2 separate regions of the Rattus norvegicus genome follow, and region 1 is linked to region 2. A link is a contact called in public Hi-C data. All regions are on one chromosome and are shown on one strand. Each heading gives the region's core, a stretch centred on a gene start, on an enhancer-like site or on the middle of the called end of the contact. The rest is flanking DNA. Distances are from core to core; before and after follow the strand shown. Region 1 overlaps Dock1 (dedicator of cyto-kinesis 1). Region 2 holds the start of Dock1 (dedicator of cyto-kinesis 1).

Region 1 (3,106 bases), core at 408-2,907, 120 kb after region 2:
GGAATGCAGAGTCTTGGGAGTTGCACCATCAGTAAAGATTCTTTCCAGATCTCTACGCTGGTGTGCTCCACCAAACTGACCCAGAATGGTGAGTTCTAGAATTTCTCCCTCTCAATCACATCCCCTTTGGCTGCTTGTTGAGTGGAGGAGTTTCCTGTGGGTGCTCGGACGTCATTCTCTCTGTCCTTTGATAAGGACCCACATAGATGTCGATGTGCTTGGGAAGAGGAAGTGGCATCCGTCAGAGTTTAAAATTCACACTTCTATTTTGGTCTGAGGATTAACTTAGCCAGAAGATTAAACAATGAAAGGACTTTTTTTTTAAATTCTTAAGTGTGTTTATTTGCGGTGTGTGTGTGTGTGGGCAGTCAGAGGACACATTGGCTTCTTTCCCTTCTCTGTGTGGATAGTGGGGATTGAACTCAGTTCATCAAGCTTGTTGGCAGGCCCCATAACCACTCAGCCATTTTGCCAGCTCTCGATGTCCTCTTTAGGATGCTTTCCAGCCAAAAGAAGGAAACCGGGCATCAAGGAAAGTTTACAAGGTTTGAAATCACATCAGAGAAATGGAGCTGAACTTTGGTTCTAATTTAACCCTGGAGATGACCTTAAGTAAAGGTGCTTTCAACCCAGCTGTGCTTGTTGATACACATGTGACTAATGCCTGCTTCCAGAGCTTTCTGGCTAGTATATACACTGTCAGATGTGAGGTACTCCCTTCTATGTGTCTTCCCCCGTCTTGATTCTCCTGGAGATAATTCCCAGTTATCTTTCCTGGAGAAGTTGGTTGGCGTGACATTTTTAGACCCCCTGCTTGCAGTGTGAGATACGACCTCCTTGCTGGTCCTCATACATGAAACTCAGCCTAATGTGGCAGTTCACTCATCCGATGATGCCTCATGTCCCTGGGCTGGCCGAGTTCATTTCCCACTGCTTGCAGCCTCCTCAGAGTCACGGCAGTCCAGTGGAGATACTTCTTATTCAGAGCACACCAGGGCCGTTGCCGTGACTCTGTCTGGAGGAGGCAGAGGCTCTCTGCGCAAATCCTTCATTTAAAAACCGCATCCTCCTAATGCGGCCGTATCACAGCTGTGTAGAGACTTTATGCTCTCTTGAAATGGAGCTTGAAAATCCAATTTTTTTCCCTCTTAACTGCCTGATATGAGTTGTGATTATTAATGTCCGTCATTATCAGGAATCACATCTCTGTGTTGCCTGTCAGTCATGGCTGGAGTCTGAGATTTGCTGAGGAGCAGACATCTTTCGGGCTTGCACTGGATTAACCTAGCATGGAAGAAACTCGTCCTTTGGAAGACGGGGAGAGATGCTGCTGTCCTGAAGGCCTGGGCATGCCAGCCCTGGGTCAGATATCTTTCAAACTTTCTCCACCTGATGCTTCCCTCTCTCATTCCCAGCTTTACCCAGTGAGGCTCCTCCCGAGTAAAATATTAGTGAGAGGCTGTAAGTCATCCAGACACGTCTGGGTTGTTTGAGTCTGTGTGAACACCGATACTTTGGTACTATCTGGACACTTCTTGGTTGCCAAATCATCGTGGGTTTGTCTGAATCATGCCTGAAGGCTCCCTCTTTGCGGCCTGTGGTAATCCCCGCCAGCAAATGACTCCCCCAACCCCCACACCTCCCAGAGGGACCGGATTTGTGCAAGTGGTGGGGGAAGGGAGGATTGTGCAGGCCCTTGGTGTTCAGGGACATGAGTCAGCTGTGTGGGCTCCAGCTACTGACTGGGCTGCGCAAAGAATATTCCAGTACTGGGAATGAGCTTCTCACCTCGTACCCAAACTGGGATACATGGACTAGTATTTGTGCCTCATTCAGTGCAGGCTGAGGGTGGTGTCCCTGGCTTGGTCATTGACCCCATGTGTGGTGCTTTAGTGTCTGAGCAGGTGCTGAGGTCTGCCCACTCTGTGTCACTTCTGACTTCGGAGGAAGCCACTGTCTTATATGTGGGTCAATGTTCCAGATGCATTGCTAGTTGTCTGAAATTTGATCATCATTTCCTTTCAAAGCAAGTCTCATCCACAGTATGGTTTTAAAACCACACATCTGAGAGTGGTAGGGGGAAGGGGGGACCTCCAAGGGTGGTGTGTGGATGCCTTTTTCACCTTACAGCTCCTTGAATCTTACCATCTGCAGGGTGATTCCCTCCCTGGTACCCAGGGAGAGAGCCCTGGTCTCTGCAGCAGCTGTTGCCAAGCAACAAGGAAATTCCAAAGTGATGCTGCTCACTGAACAGAAGGAGGAATCTGGCTTTCATTTCATGCCAGCATTGATACCCCCTTTTTGGGATTGTGCCATGCCAGGAGTATATAAGATGGGGGTGCCCTAGTTGGCGACTGAGTGTGGAATCCCAAATTCTCCCCTGGGGTAATCATTTTCCTGAAACCATAATTTGTTCTCGCAAAGTTCCATTACTTAGGAAAAAAAAAAGCAGGGGCTGAATTATTCATCAAGGTTTGTATTAAAGATCTCTGTCCTCAGCGCTGTGTGGGCTGCCATAGGGGATAGGAGAAGAACTGGAAGACGTGATCCCTCGTCTCAGTTAGCTTACTGTGTAACGAGAGGGAAGGGAGCCATGAAACAAAGAATAATTATGAATCCAGCCATGTTGAGTTCATCCCTGGGAGTGGAAGCCTTTCCTGACTGGGTAGTTTGTGGGGGAGGTACAAGCCATTTCCTTAAGCACCCCCTCCCCCATGAGGTGATTTATTAATATTCTCATCTGGACTTTTTTCCTCATATTTGCAGTACAAAGCTCAGATGGGCAGTACAAATGTTATAATCGCAGTTTTTGTCAGGTGGGATGGGGCGTGGTTGCGGAGGCAGGAGAATTTATAAGTTCAAATACAACCTGAGTTCTGCAGTGAGCTTCAGGCTAGTCTGACCCATCTAATGAGCCCTGTCTCAAAAAAGGAAAACAAAACAGAACAAAACAACAACAAAAACAACCTCCACCCCCCCAAAAAAGGTGGAAAGAAAAACCCCAAATAAATGACAACAAAATAACACCCTCCCAAGAATAAGTAAATAGCTAAAACTTGAAAGTTGCAGTCACATGACACGTGACAACAACTTGGAATGAATGGGG
Region 2 (2,966 bases), core at 372-2,871:
TTAGCACTTTCAGTTGCTTCTCCTTGGAGTGGGGCTTCTCTGAGTCACTGGGCCACACCCTCAAGGCCTGGACTGCTTCTCTCTGTGGGACTGAAGTTCCTTATCAGTGAAAGGAGCCTGTGACTTTCTATGAACCCACAGCTGAATTGCTAGAAATTTTAGTTGTATACTATCTTGAACAGGGGAGGTTCCTCTCACCTTGTCCATCCTGGAATTCCTGGCTGTTTAAGCTGCAATCTGGACTGGTTAACATAACTGCCCCAGGCCAGGGTGGCCCCGTCTACAGCAGGTAGTGGCTCCCTGACCTTCCAATTCTAGATGAGTCGGCTCCTCTCTGGCTCTGACATGCAATCTTACACAATGTAGCCTTCACTCTTTTAAACCTTCGTTCCTCTAGTCCTTGAAGTCTCTTGGCTGGTGTATTTGTCATTGTTTCTAGGATGCTAGGGAGAGAAGGCAGACAGCAGAAGGTATAATCTCGTTTACCCCTTCTAATGGATTGCCGTGGACTTGAGCCCCCATTCCAGCCCTCCCCTTAGTTTTAACCTTTTCTTGGATTCTAATGAAAACTCTGGGGTGTGTCTATGTGCGGGCCTTGGAGAACTCAGAAGTATTGCACTTGTGGGTGGCTGGCACTGGGTGAATCTGAGACCGGCCTCCTTCAGATTAGGGTTGCTAGGAGGCTGAGCTGCCTGTTCTAAGCTTGGACTGGCTTCCTTTCTCTTCCCACTTCCCTCTTTCCCCACTTCAGCAGGGCCCAACTCCCACTGAATGCCTCAAAGTTGTGCAAGCCTGGAGCCTCTCAGTGCAGCCCCAGGCCCTCAACACCTAAAGGGAGCTGGGTTGATAGAAACACCCAGGGGCTGCAAAGTCTTTCCCTAGGCTTCTCTTAACCAGTGCTGACTGTACGTCACCACTCCCATCAGCTACCAGGCACGCTCAGTACGTTCAGCCTCTGGCGAAATAGGTGCCCACTTTGTGTTTGTTGAATGAATGAATGAAATAATGAACGAACCACGAAGAACTCCTAGCTCTGCTTCAGCGCTCTCCACCAGGACACACTAGTGAGTACATGTTTGGTGTCTGATTCTGTTCTGATCCTCCACTATTTGTGTTAGGTCCAGGTCCGGAGGGCTGTAAGGACTCTGTGTGTGTGTGTGTGTGTGTGTGTGTGTGTGTGTGTGTGTGTGTGTGTGTGTGTGTAAAGACAGCGCCTCTGCACCATGCAAGGGTGCAGAGTGTTTAGGATGCCGATGCTTGGTGTTCAATGTAGTGTGTGGGGTACATAATAAAGAATGCTGAATGCGGTGCAGAGTAGAGTGTGCAGGGTGAGGGGTGTACGGTGCAGATTAATAGGTACGAGGTGCCTGCTGTTCAGTGAAAAGTAGAGAATGCGAGTTGCGCGGCGCGTGCAGCGTGCAGGACGTCTGTGGGCTCGGGGAAGCGGCCTGGGTCCCTCGAGGGACGCGGCCAGCCCGGCCCAGGGCACGCGCGCCTGGGCGGGCTGCAGCCGGCTGCCGTCCCGCCTCTCGCCGGCGCTCCTGGCCTTTCCCATCCGGCCCGCGACGCTCCGCCCGCCCCGTCCCACATGACACCGCCTCCGCCGCAAACTTTTTCCTCCCCATCCTGTCGCGGCGGGGAAGGAATGGAAGATGGCGGCCTAGGCGCACAGTTTCCTGCCCGAGCAGCGGCGGCGGCAGCGGCAGCGGCGGCTCCAGTGGGCTGCGGCCAGCGCCACCATGACGCGCTGGGTCCCCACCAAACGAGAGGAGAAGTACGGCGTGGGTGAGCAGCGCGCCGCCCCGCGCCCGCCCCGCGCGCAACTTCCCCGCCGCGGTGCCCAGCCTGTTGCCGCGCGGTGCGGAGCCCGGCCCGCCGGGGGCTGGAGCCCGCGTGGGGAACCCGGTGACCTTCCGGGGTCCACCGTGCTCCTTATTCCCGCGCATTCGCTCTGTGTAGTCCCGTGTGTTCCTGAGTGCGCAGGGCTCCCGGGGTCATTGTTTGTGTGCGTTTTGGCTTCTTCGGGAAACTTTTGTTTGGCATCCGGGATTCCGGGTGAACACTTTTCATTGTGCAGCGCACGGATCTGTGAAGTCTCCTTTTCTCGCGTGAGGAGTGGCTGCGCTTCCCGGGCTGGGTCCGTGCCGCCTTTCCCGCCCTGGATGGTGGGGGGGGGCACTCAGGCGCTCCTGTTTCCCGGGGACCCTGGAAACGGACCTCGAGGGCGGGGACCTGGTTTTGCCTTTGTCGCTTCCCGAGGGGGTGGAGGGAGTCGGGTTGCAAGCTTACATTTGACTCAAGACACATTCCAAGGAGCCCGGCTTGCTTCAGTGGCTAGACAGTACTAGAGCCCTGCAGACCCTGTCTTCCCCTCCAGCCAGCCCACATCAAAAATCAGGTCTGTCTAGGCCTCAGGGCTCGCTGGCATTCCAGACCTGACTATTCTGTTTCCAGGCTCCTTCTCTCTTTCCCTAAGGATCCTCTGATGCCCAGCCTCACCTGAGCAGAGACTCTGTCTGACTTGCAAGCAAGCATTTCTCAGGGATTTGCAAGCAAGCATTTAGAGGAGCTTGCCGCCTTCCACCCTAAGGGCTGCCTTGAGGCGTTTTCTCAGCAGCTGTCTGTTCTAGGCACGCCTTCAGCACCTTCTTGCAGGCCTAGCTCTTGTCCCAGCCCGCTAACTTTGGAAGCTTCCTGGAGACTCCAATCTACAAGGCTGTGTCCTTCCTTTGAACTCTAGTTACTTATTTCTGTAGCAAGTAGGGGATGGTGGCCACGGGGGCAGGGCTGGGGAAGCCTAGGGCTCCTACCTCCACTCTAGGCCCACACACTGGGTTGGAGGACTTCCCTCCTTGTGAACACTGGGACTGGCCTCCACCTGCATTTGGCAGACCTTTCTGAGGCCCATGACAGAGCTGGGCTTTCTGGGGGTGGATGGGGTGTGTAAGGAGCTAAGAAGCATATCT

Evidence for each region. Hi-C and Micro-C count contacts between places; a contact is called where the count stands out from the background.
Region 1: a contact with region 2 is called in a Hi-C map of frontal cortex, with 2.1 times the contacts expected there. The contact joins the enhancer-like site here to the promoter of Dock1 in region 2. A contact is called at or near these places in 2 of 12 Hi-C or Micro-C datasets (Schwann cells and frontal cortex).

The regions. Positions count from the first base shown.
Region 1 is chr1:199,016,819-199,019,924 of GRCr8, forward strand. Dock1 (dedicator of cyto-kinesis 1) reads left to right here. Exons shown (of 52, transcript NM_001143858.1): 18 at 1-88. Among named protein-coding and RNA genes, the nearest start is that of Dock1, 120 kb to the left of the region's middle. Within about 2 kb of position 1,658, at least 29 of the 93 cell types and tissues checked have an H3K27ac peak or open chromatin away from gene starts, as enhancers often do. A contact at or near this core is called in Schwann cells, where this site is marked.
Region 2 is chr1:198,895,424-198,898,389 of GRCr8, forward strand. Dock1 (dedicator of cyto-kinesis 1) reads left to right here and starts at 1,622. Exons shown (of 52, transcript NM_001143858.1): 1 at 1,622-1,785. The coding sequence starts at 1,740.